2 separate regions of the Sus scrofa genome follow, and region 2 is linked to region 1. Evidence: chromatin contacts called from public HiChIP or PLAC-seq data. All regions are on one chromosome and are shown on one strand. Each heading gives the region's core, a stretch centred on a gene start, on an enhancer-like site or on the middle of the called end of the contact. The rest is flanking DNA. Distances are from core to core; before and after follow the strand shown.

What was found. HiChIP or PLAC-seq counts read pairs in DNA pulled down with a chosen protein or histone mark.
Region 2: an H3K27ac HiChIP or PLAC-seq map of skeletal muscle shows a contact between it and region 1, with 2.4 times the contacts expected there. The contact joins the promoter of PRRC1 here to the promoter of LOC102161210 in region 1. A contact is called at or near these places in 1 of 5 promoter capture datasets (liver), 1 of 47 Hi-C or Micro-C datasets (omental adipose tissue) and 2 of 2 datasets of contacts at active chromatin or transcription factors (alveolar macrophages and skeletal muscle).

Annotation. Positions count from the first base shown.
Region 1 is chr2:130,023,735-130,031,410 of Sscrofa11.1, forward strand. It overlaps LOC102161210, which reads left to right and starts at 2,187. Exons shown (of 6, transcript XM_021085157.1): 1 at 2,187-2,486; 2 at 2,547-2,701; 3 at 2,862-3,189. The coding sequence starts at 2,187. It overlaps MARCH3 (membrane associated ring-CH-type finger 3), which reads right to left and starts at 2,646. Exons shown (of 5, transcript NM_001244831.1): 1 at 2,429-2,646.
Region 2 is chr2:130,440,648-130,448,294 of Sscrofa11.1, forward strand. It overlaps PRRC1 (protein PRRC1), which reads left to right and starts at 2,920. Exons shown (of 9, transcript XM_021084706.1): 1 at 2,920-3,108.

The sequences.
Region 1 (7,676 bases), core at 937-3,436:
CCAGCCCATGAACTGAATTTTTAGGGAGCAACCCAGTTGACACAGGTGGTATCAAGGCAGGAGAATTATTTTGTCTACATAGTTCATCAGAAATGTAAAGATGCAGATAAGGGATTAGAATATTTTCTCCCAAATGTTTAAGTAGCATAAAAATGAAAACAGTATTTCTTATGATGTGTTCTTAAGAACCATCCCAGTTTATTGTACCCACATACAATAAACATAATTATTAAAATGTAATTATGAGCATAAAATTATTAGAAAAAATATCAACTATGCTTCTTAAAAATATGGCCTTTATTTTGTCACCAAAATAATTATACTATTAAAGGAATTTATAGTTTAAGAATCAGTCACTTGCCTATAGGAACTTAATAAGCTGTTATATTTCTCCCATACCCTTTTAGTCATCAGAAGTTTTGTGATAAAGGCTTTTTATTGTTTTTTAAACTATAAATTGTAAACCACTGCAGCTAGTGCTTAGGCTGAATATGAATTTATATCTAAGTTATAAATTCCTAAAAACATGTTTCATTAGAATTACTAAGGCAGTCTTAATGCTAGTAGATTAAATAGCCTCTGTAATAAAGCTCTGTTTACTTCTATTGAGATTTTTGGGGGGGGAAACAGTTCAGTTTTAATGCATTCTTTTAAGAAGCAAAAGAAAACAGTTTTTGATATACATGCTACTGCAAAGCAGTAAACCAGTGTTGCATGGTTATGTGACAAGCACCACATTTCTTTTCTAGAGAGATTTTTTTCCCTCCTATCTACTCACCTCTTCCCAAACCATGCCTATAATTATTTCACAAAATATAATTTGCCATTTCTGTGGAGTCAAACACTCCTTTTCTCCCTCACCAAAAATCACATATTCAGACTGAATGAAAATGGACTTGAGGGGTAGGCTTTGTTTGTAGCGTGTTTCTACTACGGGTTGCCCCCTACCCACGTTCCACCCTAGTGCTCCCACTGAAGTGTGTATGTTATGTTTTAACAGATGGACCAGCTGGTGGCTACTAGGCTGTAAAACAGGGACTGGGAATCTGCAAGCAATGCTATTGAACCGAATGCTCGTAAAGTTCATGGACATACACTGACCCAGACAGACTAGGCAGATCCAGACATGCTTACACACACACTCATCATACACCCCACGGATCAGAGGGTCTATCTCTCTACTCAGAGGAAGTTCAAGGCTGTTTCCTCCTCCATATTTCTCCTTGATTTGCTTATCAATTTTATATACACACAGAAGTACACACATATGTAGGCACATCTACGAATATATGGATAGCTATATAGCTCAGTGTTTTATACATTTTCAAAGATCAAAATATTGCCCAATTCTGTCATCAAGTCTCTACCTAGTACTCCCAATAAGCCCTTATTCATGTCAAATAAGTATTACAAGAAAATATTGGATTCAATTCTATTTGGTCCACACATAACATAAACTATATGTATGTAATTGCCCTCAGACAAAACAGCTACTTTTATGCCTTATCAACGAGAGAGAGAGAGAGAGAGAGAGAGAGAGAGAGAGAGAGAGAAAATAATAATCTATCTTCCACTGAGTCACAAACAAAAAGTGTCAGGTTTAACCTTGAATCCTCTGTTGTCAGTTTCTGTCACAACTTCATCACTTAAAACACAGGCGCTCAAACAAACACCAATCCACCAGCCTGGTGGTGGCTTTCACGGTCTCATCTAGGATTCCCCAGGGTCTCTGGGCATTGGGATAGACAGCAAGTACCCCGGGTGCTAACGAAGTACTTAGGACACACCTTGCAGGTGGACGTGGAGGTCCGAGCACCTCATAATGGATGCGGATTCAAGTGCTAATAGAAAGCAATTACTTTACAAAGTTTAATATCCGTGCTGTCAATTCCTTTCAATAATTGCAAAGCACTGAAGCTCCTGGTACAGAATCTAGCTGGTCACTAAAGTTCTCTCACCCCTAAAGACCCACCCGGACCCCTATGATCGCTGGCTCAGGCTACGCATCAGACAACAGACACGGTTATCTCGCCGCACCGGCTCCTGCGCGTGTTGATTTTTCAGGAACCTGTCCTCAAGCCATCTAGGAACTGCTATCCGCACACCGCTGGGCACGAAGGCCGCCCCTAGCGCGCGTGTCGCCGTCGCAGAGGGCCAGGGGAAGAGTCCCCAGGCCCCACCTAATGATGGCAATTACAACACGCCAAGTTCTTGCGAACACTCAGCCGCGTCCCGGGCCGAGTTGGGACGCTCTGAAACAAGATGTTCGGGTGTGGGGATTCTCGCAAGGAGTGAATCCCGGCAGCCCTGACCTCTTCACAGCCGCCACGCTCCGACGGACAGATCGACACGCGGCAGGACCCGTCCAGTCTCCCCGCTCGCCTAACAGCGCCGAGAGGAGCCGCTCGCCTCGCGCGCGGCCACTCACCCTCATCGCCGAGTCCCGATCGCAAACCGACGCCCCTGCTGTGGATCCTGAATTTCAAGTTGCCCCGAACCGGCGACACCTCTCGCCCTAGCCAACCGGAGCACATTGGCTCGGGCAGGCACCTCGGAGGGAGCACGTCAAGCTCGGCGGCAGCCCCGGCTCAGGCTCAGCAGCTGCCCGGAGCGCGCTGACAATTCACCGACCCGCTCAGCGAATGAGCCGGACAGCGGGGCTGAGGCGACAGGGCTCCGAGGGAGGCGGGGCCGGGCAGCAGTAAGGGCGGAGTCAGCCCGGGGCCGGCCCCGCGGGGCGGGGCGCCCTTCAACCCGTGACTGGCGGAGTCCACAGCCAATCGTGGCGCGCCAGAGCCCGCGGGTGTCGCGGGCTGTGAGGAGCGCCCTTCTCCGCCCCGCCGCCGCGGTCCAATCGCCAGCAGCGGAAGGCTGGCGGAGAGACGCGCCGGCGGCGGGGAAGTTGGCTGGGGTGAGGAGCTGGGGCCGCAAGGCTGGTGCTGTAGGGGCGGCTGTGGCCGGCCCCCGACGCCTTGGAAGCGAAGAGGCGGCCCCGGAAGACCCCTGGCTGAGAGAGGCCAGGGGCCAGCCGGAGTCTCCGCGTGTCGGCTCCCGGTGGAGCGAGAAGCCCAAGCCCCACGCGGACCGAGACTGGGCCGACACCGCCCACCCCTGGCGCCTGCAGGAGGTGCGGAACTTGGCGGCCCCAAAGGAGGTCCAGCGGTCGGAGGAAACCAGGTGCCAAAGAGGGTGAGTCCCGGGCCAGAGGACTGGAGGCCCGGGCCTGAAGCTGGGAGCTCTGGGCTCCCAGAAAGGTTCTGATTGCGTTCTGATGGTTACCTCCGAAACACAACTCCAACTCTGCCAGCCCCCCAGAAAGTTGACGACACGCCCTCTCATCACTGCCCTTCACACCACCGGCAGCGGGGACCTGACCAGGGGCCTCGGCTCCCTTCCCGACCCAAGGCGCCCCAGCACTTGTGCAGAGCCCGAGAGTGAAAAGGTGGCTCGGCCACGAGAACCGGCGGGCTGGCTCCCGCAGCGGTGGCTCTCCCCGCCGCTGTCCCTGGGGTCCGCCAGAGGGACCAGTACCGTCTGTCTTCGCGGGAAGGAACGCCGCAGTCGGCACTCTCTCGCTCCCTCCCCTTTGTCAGTTCCCAGTCCTAGCTCAGAGTGGCCCCAGCCTGGTCGTGGCGGGCCTGGGGGCAGCCTGAGCTCCCAGAGTCAGTCGTGGTTGAGTGCCCCGTAGGAAGGCTTTGTGAGCTTTGCCCTTAATGGCCGGCCAGGTCACTGCTGCTCCTTTTGTCGGTGGATTAACTCTTTGGCTGGGTTATAAGCCTTTACCTTGGTTGCAGCACACAGGCATACGGAACTGTGGATTGTCAAGAGTCAAAAAGCAGGAGTTCCCGTCGCGGCTCAGTGGTTAACGAATCCGACTAGGAACCGTTAGGTTGTGGGTTCGATCCCTGGCCTTGCTCAGTGGGTTAAGGATCCGGCGTTGCCGTGAACTGTGGTAGATGGTCGCAGACCCGGCTCTGATCCTGTGTAGCTGTGGCTCTGGCTTAGGCTGGTGGCTACAGCTCCGATTAGACCCCTAGCCTGGGAACTTCCATATGCGGTGGGAGTGGCCCTAGAAATGACAAAAAACAAAAAGACAAAAAACCAAAAAAGAGTCAAAAAGCAGAGTGGGGTGTGTTACTTTCCAGGTGGAGGCCTAGAATGTTAGCAAGCTCTGGACTGTAAACTGTGTGTGAGAGCGGCCCCTGTGTGCCTGGAACTGCACCTGCCATAGGTAGACACCCAACCCATGTACCCACGTTAGTAAGATGAAGGTGTGCAAGGCAGGAGACACGTCAATCTCCCTGGTGCCCTCACACTTACCTCCATCACTGACCATAGTTTCCTTCAAATCCCAGAAGCTCTAAAGGTTTTAGACTCAGTATTGGTAACTCCTCAGGATATCTCATGTGAGTGAGTATAGGCCTCCACAGGTGTTATTTCAGTGGCTGCCTGGCCCCCATAAGGACCTGCATAGTGGATAGCTCGCCTCTCCTGGGTAGGTTCTGATGAGGGACCATTGGCAAGATGGAAGGCTAAAGGCCTAAGGCTGAGGAGGAGTGAAATGGTCCCTTTAGCAGGGAAGAGTGCAGTTCTGAGGTGAGCTCTGGCCTAAACCGAGTTTCAAGTGGTGTCACCTCAGCTCTTTGTCTCGATCGGGAAAGGCAGGATGTTGGGGGGACAAGAAAATCAAGGTTTGGACAGTCCTTAATAGGCTCTGAGAGACTGATTAATGATGCTGGAATTGTGCATATTTAAATCCCTCCTCATCTAATGAAACAAAGAACTGGTACAGGCAAGGAAACCTATTCCATTCAATTTCAGCAGTTGCTTAGCATGCTGCGGAGTGGCCTGGGAGGATGGCCTTTGCTCACAAGGAATTAGATGTAGACCACGTGAATGGAAACAGGTCTCTCTCTGCTCAGGTCAGGATGGGGGATAAGAGGAAATATATTTCCTTGGATTTTTTTCCCCCCACTCCTGGATATGAGTAGAGGAAAAGGTTGCCAACAGTGTTTGTTCAGATTAACACCCTGTGAAGTTTTGTCACAGATGCTAATGATTATTATAAAAATCACCTCCGTAATAGGAGCCATATATTGGCTCTTGACTGTACTTGATCTAGTATTTATGGTAGATGATGAAAAAAGGAAATAGGAAATTTCTTTTCGTGAAATGAGTTAGACCTAAAGTGACTATCATGTCCCAATATCCAAGGTTTTCCATTTGTTCCTTACAGACATTACTGTCCATGGGCTCCTGGACAAATAACTGGTCTCTTTGTCCTTTAGAGAATGGATGACATTGGAAGAGACAGAGCACATCTAGATTACATTCATATTTCTATACCATCTTCTGTTGTAATTAATATTTGACAGGAGCTTATCACTCGGGCACAAACTTATTCCATTTGTTGCCATTCTGCCTAATGATCTCGTGAGTTTAGGCTATCCCTATATTCTATAAGGGAAAATTTGATCTGTTACTTGTCCAAGAACTCATTCTAGTTCTGTATGTATGAAACAAACAAAAATGCATATAAATCTGAATATGGAACTCACATGTTTAGTTCTCCCTTTTTCACCAAAAGAAATTTTCTTTCCCTCAAAGGGATGAAGTTTGTGGAATGGCTTGGGAATTGAGAAGATGCAGGTGGGACCATGGAAGCAGGACTGGTTCCTTTGTGGATGGGGAGCAAATTTGCTTTCAGGCACTGTCACCCACCTTTGACACCGAAACAATGTTTTGGAGCCTTCTAAATTTCAATAGGATGTGACTGATAGGAGCCACGGGTTCTAATCCGAGTAGCTGCTGTGGTGAGTGCTCCTGAGAGCCACTTACCCTCTGTTTACCCTTGCTTCCATGGCCACAAAACAGCAGTGGCGGGATCCACAATGTTTATCTGTGTAAGGGGGACCCTGTGACGATGGTGATACAACACTGTGGATGTATGGCAATTATAGCAGGACCACCTGCTGAAAAGAAGGTCAGAATGGTGTGGAAATGGGAAAGTAGCATGGCCTGAACAATTCTTTTTTATGCCGGCAATTTCTATTCATTTGAATCTCATTGGATTACTGTCCTTTCATTCCACAAATGGGAACGAGGGAAAACGGCCCTCACAATCCTTTTTTCTTTGATTACCAAATGTTTTAGAAGCTTTGGTTAAGTGAATAGTGTTTTTCCCTTTTCTCATGTCTACCACCTTTGTCAGCATCTATTCAGCTTGGAAAATTAGTCAGAATTTGAACAAGTTGAGCTGAAGACCTTAGCAGAGAAATGTGATTAGAAGCAGCAGATCCTAATACCAGCTCTGCCATGAGTTCCTTTTGAGACCTTGGGCAAGCCATTAACATTCCTGTACCTTAGTGTCCCATCTGTGAAACTGCAATGATACTACTGATTAGTATCATAGAGATAGGAGAGAGAACTAATGGTAAGGCACTTTGAAATATTAATCACAGTATAGACAACAAGATAGCATGTAGGCGTTTTTGGCAAACTCAAGTTTGGTGTCAGTTTGTACACCCAAACTAGGAGGTATTATTTTTATAACAGGGAGAGAGTACTCTGCCATAATATCTGTGGCCAGAGTGGTACCACCCACAAAACCGTGATATCTCGTTGCATTTGAATAATGACTATGCCACTGTTCCAGATGAGAATTATATTGCCATAGATCCAACGAAATAAAAATGGGATAACAGAAGAGGGTGGGGGATGGAAGCCTCTGTTTCACAAAAACACGGTGTTTCCTCACACATGCCCCAGAAGGAAAACTACGTTGAACTTCTTAAAAAGGGATGCTGCTGTGTAAGTACAGTCTGAGTGAAGACTCAAATGTTCATGGGAAAATGACCTGGTGTGAAAATTAGACATGTTGGTCAGAAGTCCACCAGAAGAGATAGAAAACAAAGAGCCTCAATTTTAAAACTTCATAACAAAATGAGTACCACTGAGGAATTAGACATTGGGAAGGGAGGCTCATGTGTGCAGGGAGGAAAAATGGACTCTCCACTTAAGTAAAAAGTAGAAACAGTAAGGCTCCTTCGAAAAAGGACAAAGAATCGGGCTCTGTAAACACCATAGACCAAGGGTTGGATTTTCTTTCCATTGCTTCCTGACTTTGAGACCTTGGATAAATAGCTTTGTTTCTCAGAGCTAGAGGGAGTCGGGATGGAGGGTTGGTAAGGTTTTTCTTACTGACTTGTTAGGAGTCTCAGACAAGAAGCCCTGCGTAACTCTTGGGACAGGGCCGGGCCGATAGTGGGCCCTCGACCAATAATAACAATCTCTAATATTTATTGAGCAGTTGTTTTGTGCTGCCGCACTGTTCTGAGCCTTTTCATCTAATGACTCACGTGACCCTTGTGGCCTTATGATGTCACTGCCACTTCTTCCTCTGTTTTTATCTATGTGGAAGGACTATTCTAGGAATAATATCCTACTCTGCAGGAAAAGTCTTTTTATAGGTACTGGAAATATTCCACAATTTGTGTTTTTCTACAGGCAACCTCTTTCTTGAACATTCTAAGAAAGAAAATTGCACTTTAAACTACCATTGTCTTGCTTTCATGTGGAGTGGGCTAATCCAACCTTTCCTGGCACCTAGGAAATCAGGCTACAGTGAGCACTTGGTAGCATATAATATTTACAACAAAGTAAATGAGGGGGTCAGA
Region 2 (7,647 bases), core at 1,670-4,169, 420 kb after region 1:
ACCTCTGTGTCTCGGCCAGTGTCCTTGACCGTGTCGTTCACAGTCGTATAAGTCAGGGGCTGTCCTCTCAGCAGAGTCCACTGTCTCAAAGCAGATTTGGCGCTGCCTCTAGTTCTGGCTATGCTGCGGTTGCTCAGTCTCAGCCTCATCGCCTCTCCACCTGGAAATATACGTCAGTATTCATATGAAGGCCACAAGCTTTATGGACTGTTTTAAGAAGATTTAAGAATAGAATCTTTTAGCTCTGAATTGGGCTAGAAAAAAAGCCTCAACTCAAGTGGGAAGCAGTGTTGTTCACCCGTGGTTTTTGAGAGAGAAAAGCAAAATGCCACTCTAGCACTGTATCTCTCCTTGTAGCTCAGAAAGGCACTCTATTATGCATTAGAAATTTCGTATAAGGAGAAATTTGATGCGTTCCACAAGCCACGACTAAAAAAAAAACGAACTAGTTTTTTGTTCTGTCATTAAGCTATAAATTTCCCTTGACTCCTTTCATTTCCCTCCACCTAAGAACGTATCTTCTTACCCTTTCACCCCCAAAGGAGGCAAGAATTTAGGGGTGCAGCTAAAGAATTCTGAGTTTTAATTCCAAGTCCAAACACAATTCTAGGAAGCTTAGTTTCCTTCTTTTTTGCTTTTTTGTCTTTCTTTTTGTTTTGCTTTTTAGGGCTGCACTTGCAGCATATGGAAGTTTCCAGACTAGGTGTCGAAGAGAAGCTGGAGCTGCTGGCTTACACCACAACCACAGCAACCCACTGAGGGAGGCCAGGCACTGAACCCGCATCCTCGTGGATACTAGTCGGGATCGTAATCAGCTGAGCCACAATGGGAACTCCCAGTTGCCTTATTTCTAATATTAGAATAATAGTAATAACACTTGCCACATAAGCTCTTTTGAAGTTTACATGAGAAATAGTGAGTAAAACATAAGGTATTAGACATGCAATTCAGTGTAAACTTCAAAACCTTGTAATCCTTATTTGGTTGACTCCTGTCTCTCAGGACCCATGCAGTGGGTACAATAGTGCCCTTGACAAATAGATTATGCAATCCCCCAAACTTGTGAATATGACCTTGTATAGAAATAAGATCTAGAGTCTCAAGGATTTGAGATGAGATCGTTGTGGATTTAGGGTGGGCCCGAAATACAATGACAGGTATACTCATCAGAGAAAAAGCAGAGGGACATTTGAGACACCTGCTACTGTATTTAAAACTAAAGTCAATTCTTGTCTGCTCTCTGCTGAAAACCTTCCCTTGTTTCTCATTTTTCTCAGAATATAACTCAAAAGCCTTAAGGGGGCCTCCCTGTCTGGGTAGGATCTGGCCCTGGTATCTCTCCAACCTCATATATTACCACCCTCTCAGTCCCAATTTCCTTGTTATTAAGCAAACGTGCAAGGCACCCTCCCTCAAAGCCTTTGGGTGTTCTTCCTTGGTCCAGGTAACCACAGGGCTGCTTCCTTACAGAGCCTACTCAATCCCAACCCCTCTGAGAAGCCTTGCTCATTTGTCCTATCTGAAGTGGCCTACGGAAATTATGGTCAATATCACATCCCCCTATTGACTTTCTTCAAAGTGCTCATTGCAAACAATACTTCCTTTGTTTATTTTCCTGTTCATAGTCTCTCTCTCTATGAGAATGAAAGCTCCCTCACTGTCTGGATCTTGTCTGTCTTGTTCATTGCTAAATTTCCCATACTGATGTTCAGCCCATCACAGCCACTAATAAATATGTGTAGAATGAATGAAGAAACCAGGAGATCTTACAGCTGTCAAGGGTGTCAACCCAAGAGGATAGAGATGGTAACTGTTTTCAGCACCATCCCAAACAGCACTTTCTGTAGAGTTATCTAGACAACCACCTACACACATTCTCAGTGGATAGAATAAGAGTCATTACCAAAGGCAACAACCCACTGCCCCTGCAAATCACTTTGAAGTTAGGGCAGAGTTAAATAGTGTTAACTCTTCAATGAGGTATTTTTAAATGCTTTAAGCTGTCAAGTCAAGATATCTGTTAATGTTAAATCTACTAATGAGTTCCTGAAGGAATTTGGAAACAACAAAAACAATTTTTTCTGTGTTTCACACTCCTTTGAAAAGCACTTGCATATGTCTTAACTTATTTGACTCCGCTATCTGCTTGATTAGATAGGGCAAATGGTATTATTCCCATCTTACAGGTGGAAATAAGGAGAATTAGGGGGGGAAAGTAACCTGTAGAAGGTCACGTAATCGCACAAGTGGCATGAGGGCATTCCTAGAGCCAAACCGGGACTTCTGATTGCAAATTCCATATTTTTCTCCATATTCATTGATTTATTTAGTATATATTATTGAGCACTGACTTTCAGGAGCTATTTTAAGTGCGGCACAGAACGTTAAGGAAGTTGATCATCTTTGGTTTTGGTTTTCCATCTTTTTTTTTTTTTTTAAAGAAAGTGTAATACAAGAACTTGGCGGGGGGGGGGCGGGGGCGGGAATCAGTATCCTTTTCCCCACCCTGCTCTCGCTCCTGTAAATCTTTTTAAAATAACGTAGGATAAGCCTCCCGCTTCTAGAAAGAGGTCTTGCCTGGAGGTGGGAATTGGACTGGATCATCCCGGCTAACTTATCGCCACCCCCGCGAGGGGGCCACGGCACAAGGTAAGCCAGCTACACTCGGTAACAAGTGTTTCCTTCTCGCAGCAGAGGTTGCAGAGTGGAAAGGTGGGCAGAACTGCTCGAGAAGCCTTCTCGAGCGAGGGAGCGCCCAAGCCGGGCGAGAAGGAGTAACTTTGGATCTAAGGTACTCGAGCAGGTTTAACTAGCGCTCTCGGGGCGGGGCTCCAAGCGAGCGAGAGGGGCGGGGCGGGGCGGGGGCGGGACGAAGCGCGGGGGCGGGGCCATGCGAGGCGCGGGGGCGGGGCCAGGCGCGGGGCGGGGCGGCGGCGCCGACGTGGCAGCCGCAGGGGCTTGCGCCTCCGGTGGCCATCTTGGCGGCGCGGGTGCGCGGGGCGAGCTCTCGGCGGCATCCACCTCGTCTTCTCGCAGCCGTAGTCTCACACCCCAGCCTCCCTAGCTTCCGCTTCACACTGCCAGGCAGTCACTTTCTCGGTCCCGCAGGTGAGAGCCAGGCTGCCAGCAGCGCGGGAGCAAGTGGGTGATGGGATAGGTCGCGGGCGCCCAAGCCGGCGCCTAGGGGCGCAGTCGCTGAGGTGGGCTGGCCGGCCTGTGCCCAGGGGCGCCAGGGTATTTCGGGAGTCCCTTCGTGGTGCAGTCCGAGAGCGGGCTGTGGGAGCATGCAGGGTGCGGCCCGGGCACCGGTGTGCTTCGCGAGATAAGAGGTCCCATCCGCGGTTTGCGCCGTGGGTGCGGCTCGGGGGTCTTATCCGGCACTTTGCTGTTGCGCTGAGACCGACGCCGGCGCCCGCGGCTATTTGGCTCCCGCTTTCTACGCGCTGGCTGGAGGGCAAGAACAGAGGCTGTAGCCCACTGACCTTAGCCCAGGCTAGCCCAGCCCGGCCTGGAGACGTGGCAGAGCCTGGGGGAAGGCCGCTCCCGCCTGGGAGACTCCTAGGTCAACAAATCGGACTGGCAAAGGAAAGTAGCTTCTTTTCCCATAGGTTCCCCCATCGGTGCCCAGCGCTGCTCCAGAGGACTTTTGCGCTCTCTCTTTGTTGGTTCTTGGGACCTGCTTCAGGAAAATTTGCGGGATAGCCCGTGTCCTCGATTGGCAGAATTTGTCCAATCCAGGGGAGTTTTTTTCATTCGAAGTAGTTATTTTGAGAGGCAACATGTAGGTTTCTGCCAACGTAATGCATTTTGGCATGCCAGTCTTTTTTCTGTACAGCCGCTGTGTAGTCAGTGAACATTTGCGTGGAAGTTATTTTGGGATCAGAACTGAGAATGCGAGAATGCGGAGACAAAACTCAGACCCTCCTTCAGTGCTCAATGTATGGTAGTAGAGCCTGTCTTTTGAACCAGTAGCACATTAACAGTAATAATGGCTGGTAATAGCTTTTACGTTTATCAGAGCTTCATTATTCTGTTTCTTGTATTCTTCTAAGTAGCCATCTACTTTTTAACAGAAAAACCACGGCACAAGCAAATTGTAAGCAGGGTCCTTCCAGAGACTAAGGACTCAATTTTCCAAGCCATTTCCATCACTTTTTCTTTGATGTTGATCCATTAATATTTTTGTGTGCGAGTCTGAATACCAGACCTTTACCAACTTTGACACTTAGCTTTTATTTTATCATATCAGCTTTTCTTTAATAGAAGGTGTTGTGTTTATGCATCCAGAATTTACCCTATATTGTCGTTAAGCCGATTCTTAAATAGTATAGCTTTTAAAGATAGAAATTGGCTAATTATTCCATTTCGTGGCTTGTATTCTTTGTACAAGTTCTTTTGCAAATGCACTCATTAAGGTTTATCTTTAAATTTGACCTCCACTAACCACTGCGAGGGTTTGGTAACATCTCTAGGAGGAGGATGAATAACCAGTGGGCACATGAAAGAAAGAGGTAGTTTGGGCAGGGATTGATAAAGTCCCCGGAAGGCCTTCTGTCCCAGGTAATCTACCTTTGATGTATAGGTATTGAATGAAGGGATTTTGTCTCCTTGCGTCTGTGTTTTCTACTTAATTGCTGTAGATCTTTACCTTCATGATGAAAATTCTTGTAAAGTGTACATATTTGCCTGGCCTCCCACCTTAGTTCAATTGAAACTGACTTCTAGCCCCATTCCCTCCATGGATACAACTCTTAAGTTTCCTCTCCAGTTTGGCAAATCCATTGAGTTTTTCATAGCTCATCCTATTTGGCTTCTTTGCAGAATTTGATATAGTTGCCCATACCTACCTTGAAATGCTCTTCTCTGGCTTTTGGACACCACAGCCTCCTGGTTTTCTTTTTATCTTTTGGTCTCTCATTCTTCTTTGCAGGCTTGTTCTTCTTCCTGGCTGTTCTTCAAGGGTGGGTTGGGCTCGCTTCTTTTTTTTTACTTGGTCTTCTCTCTTAGATAATCTCTTTTCAGATAGTCTTATTCCAGACTGTTTATGTGGTTTCTGAGCTGCAGACCAAGTCAGTGTCTGCTCATGGATGTTTCAAAGAGCTTCAACTTTGCATGCTCAGTATTCCATACTGCCTACTGCCTCCTCCCTCTAGACATCTAATACGTACCTTGATTCCTCCAGTGTTGCCTGTCTTACTGAATGGCACCACCATCTGTCCAGGTGTGTGGGTTATGTCTCTCCCACTCCTGGACCACATATCCAGTTATCACTCAGTCTTACCACCCAAACATTTCTTGAGTCTTTCCACTCTTCTCCATTTCCACTGTCATCACCTCAGTTTAGGCCAAAGTTTTTCACCCTTAACATAGTTGGTATTTGGGGCTGGATAATTCTTTCTTATGGGGGGGGTGTGTCCTGTGCATTGTAGGATTTTTAGCAGTATTGCCAGCCTTTACCTACTAGATGTAAGTACTACCCCAAATATTACTTACATATTTGATATTCTGACAACCCAGAATATCTCCACACATGGCCAAATGACTCCTGGGGCGAAGAATCACCCTCTTCCACCCACCACTTGAGAGTCACTAGGATATTTGAACCACTTCTATACCTTCTTAATGATCTCTCTGTGTCTACTCTGACTGCCCTATGGCCCAATCTGTGGTCAAAAGAATCTTTTCAAAACACAAATAAGAATTTCCAAAAGCTAGAATCAACCTAAATGTCCTTCAGCAAATAAATGGAAAAAAAATATGGTTCATTCATAAAATGGGATACTGTTCAGCAATAAAAAACTAATCATTGATATATCCAACAACTTAGACAGATCTCAAGAGCATTCTGTTGAGTGAAAAAAGCAAGTCTCAAAAGGTTATATACTGTATGATTCTATGTACATAATGTTCATTGAATGAGAAAATGGTAGAGAAGAGTTGGTCGCCAGGGCTTGTGGTTGTTGGGAGGCTGTGACAAGAGGAGTAGCATGTAGGAAGGAGTTCCTTTGGGGTGATGGGGCGGTTCTGTATTCTGATTGTGGCGGTGGTGGCAAGCGCCAGGACATATGATGCAACTTCATAGAACTACAAGCGCACGTGAATGTAAAAACAGGTGAAATCCAAATAAGGTCTCCAGTTTAGTAACTAGTATTGTACCCATGTTAATTTCCTGGGTTTGATCATTGTGCTCTAGTTATCTAGGATGCTGTCATGGGAAGAAGCTGCATTTAGGGTACTCATGAACTCTGCTCTATTTTGACATCTTCTTGTGAATCTAAAAATTTCTTCGAAAATAATTAAAAGACAAATGGGAGTTCCTGTGGTGGCTCAGCAGAAATGACTCTGACTAGTATCCATGAGGACACAGGTTGGATCCCTGGCCTCGCTTAGTGGGTTAAGGGTATGGCGTGGCTGTGGCTGTGGCGTAGGCCGGTGGCCACAGCTCTAATTTGATCCCTAGCCTGGGAACCTCCCTATGCTGCGGGTGTGGCCCTAAAAAAACAGTAAATAATAATAATAGTAATTAAAAGACAAATACGTCATCCCTAGTTTGAATGCCCCATGGTGACTACTTTCTGTTCTTAAAACCCCCGACTTTTTAACTTGGTTTATAAATCTCAATACAGTCTGGCTTTATCCATCATTATTCCTCTCTGCTCTTTGCCACATGAATTGGCTTGAGTGTGTCTCCTGTACAGGGCTCTTTTTGGCATAGGCCCTCCTTACTTCCTGTCCCCTGCCTAATTAAATTCTCATCGTTGGTCAGATCTCGGCTTATGTGTGACTTACTTAGGGAGCCCTTTTGTGACCTCAAGTCAAAATCATATTCCTCTCTAACGCAACTCTTATCTTCAGAACACAGCATTCAGGCTACGGTTCACGACACTGGTGTGATGATTTGATTGTCTCCTGAGCTGGACTGTAAATACCTTGTTTGTTTTTGCTTACACTGTGTTTCCAGAGTCACCAGCACAGTGCTTGGCAAGTGGTTGACCTTTCCTGAATATTTGTTAAATGAGTAAAAACTTCAAAAACAGATTTGTCGTATTTAGAAGTTTTAATTTTATACTTGAAGCAAGCTCGAAAATTTGTATTTTTAAGGATGTTTTCCTATATTTTTTAATCCATTTTCGTCTGTTGGGATGAAATGCTATATAGTGGCATTTTTGCTGAAGGTAACTTTTTAAAACCTGAGACATATCATTTAGCCATTACTGGGTATGTTTTAAAATGCAAACTAGGGAAACCTGGAAATTGAGCACATTAAAAACATTTTTTTAATATTAACAGGAGTGGTCCATTTAAATTGCTTAGTAAGGAGAGAGAAAGTGTTTCAAAAAATACTTCGAATTTATATTTTTAAAAGTAATAGTGACTGGAATCTATTTATTTATTTATTTTATTTTTGTCTTTTTTTTTTTTTTAGGGCCGCACTTGCAGCATATGGAGGTTCCCAGGCCAGGGGTCTAAATGAAGCTGTAGCTGCTGGCCTATGCCAGAGCCATAGCAATGCCATCTGAGCCGTGTGTGCGACCTACACCACAGCTCACGGCAATGCTGGATCCTTAACCCACTGAGTGAAGCCAGGGATCGAACCCGCAACCTCATGGTTCCTAGTTAGATTGTTTCCATTGCGCCACGACGGGA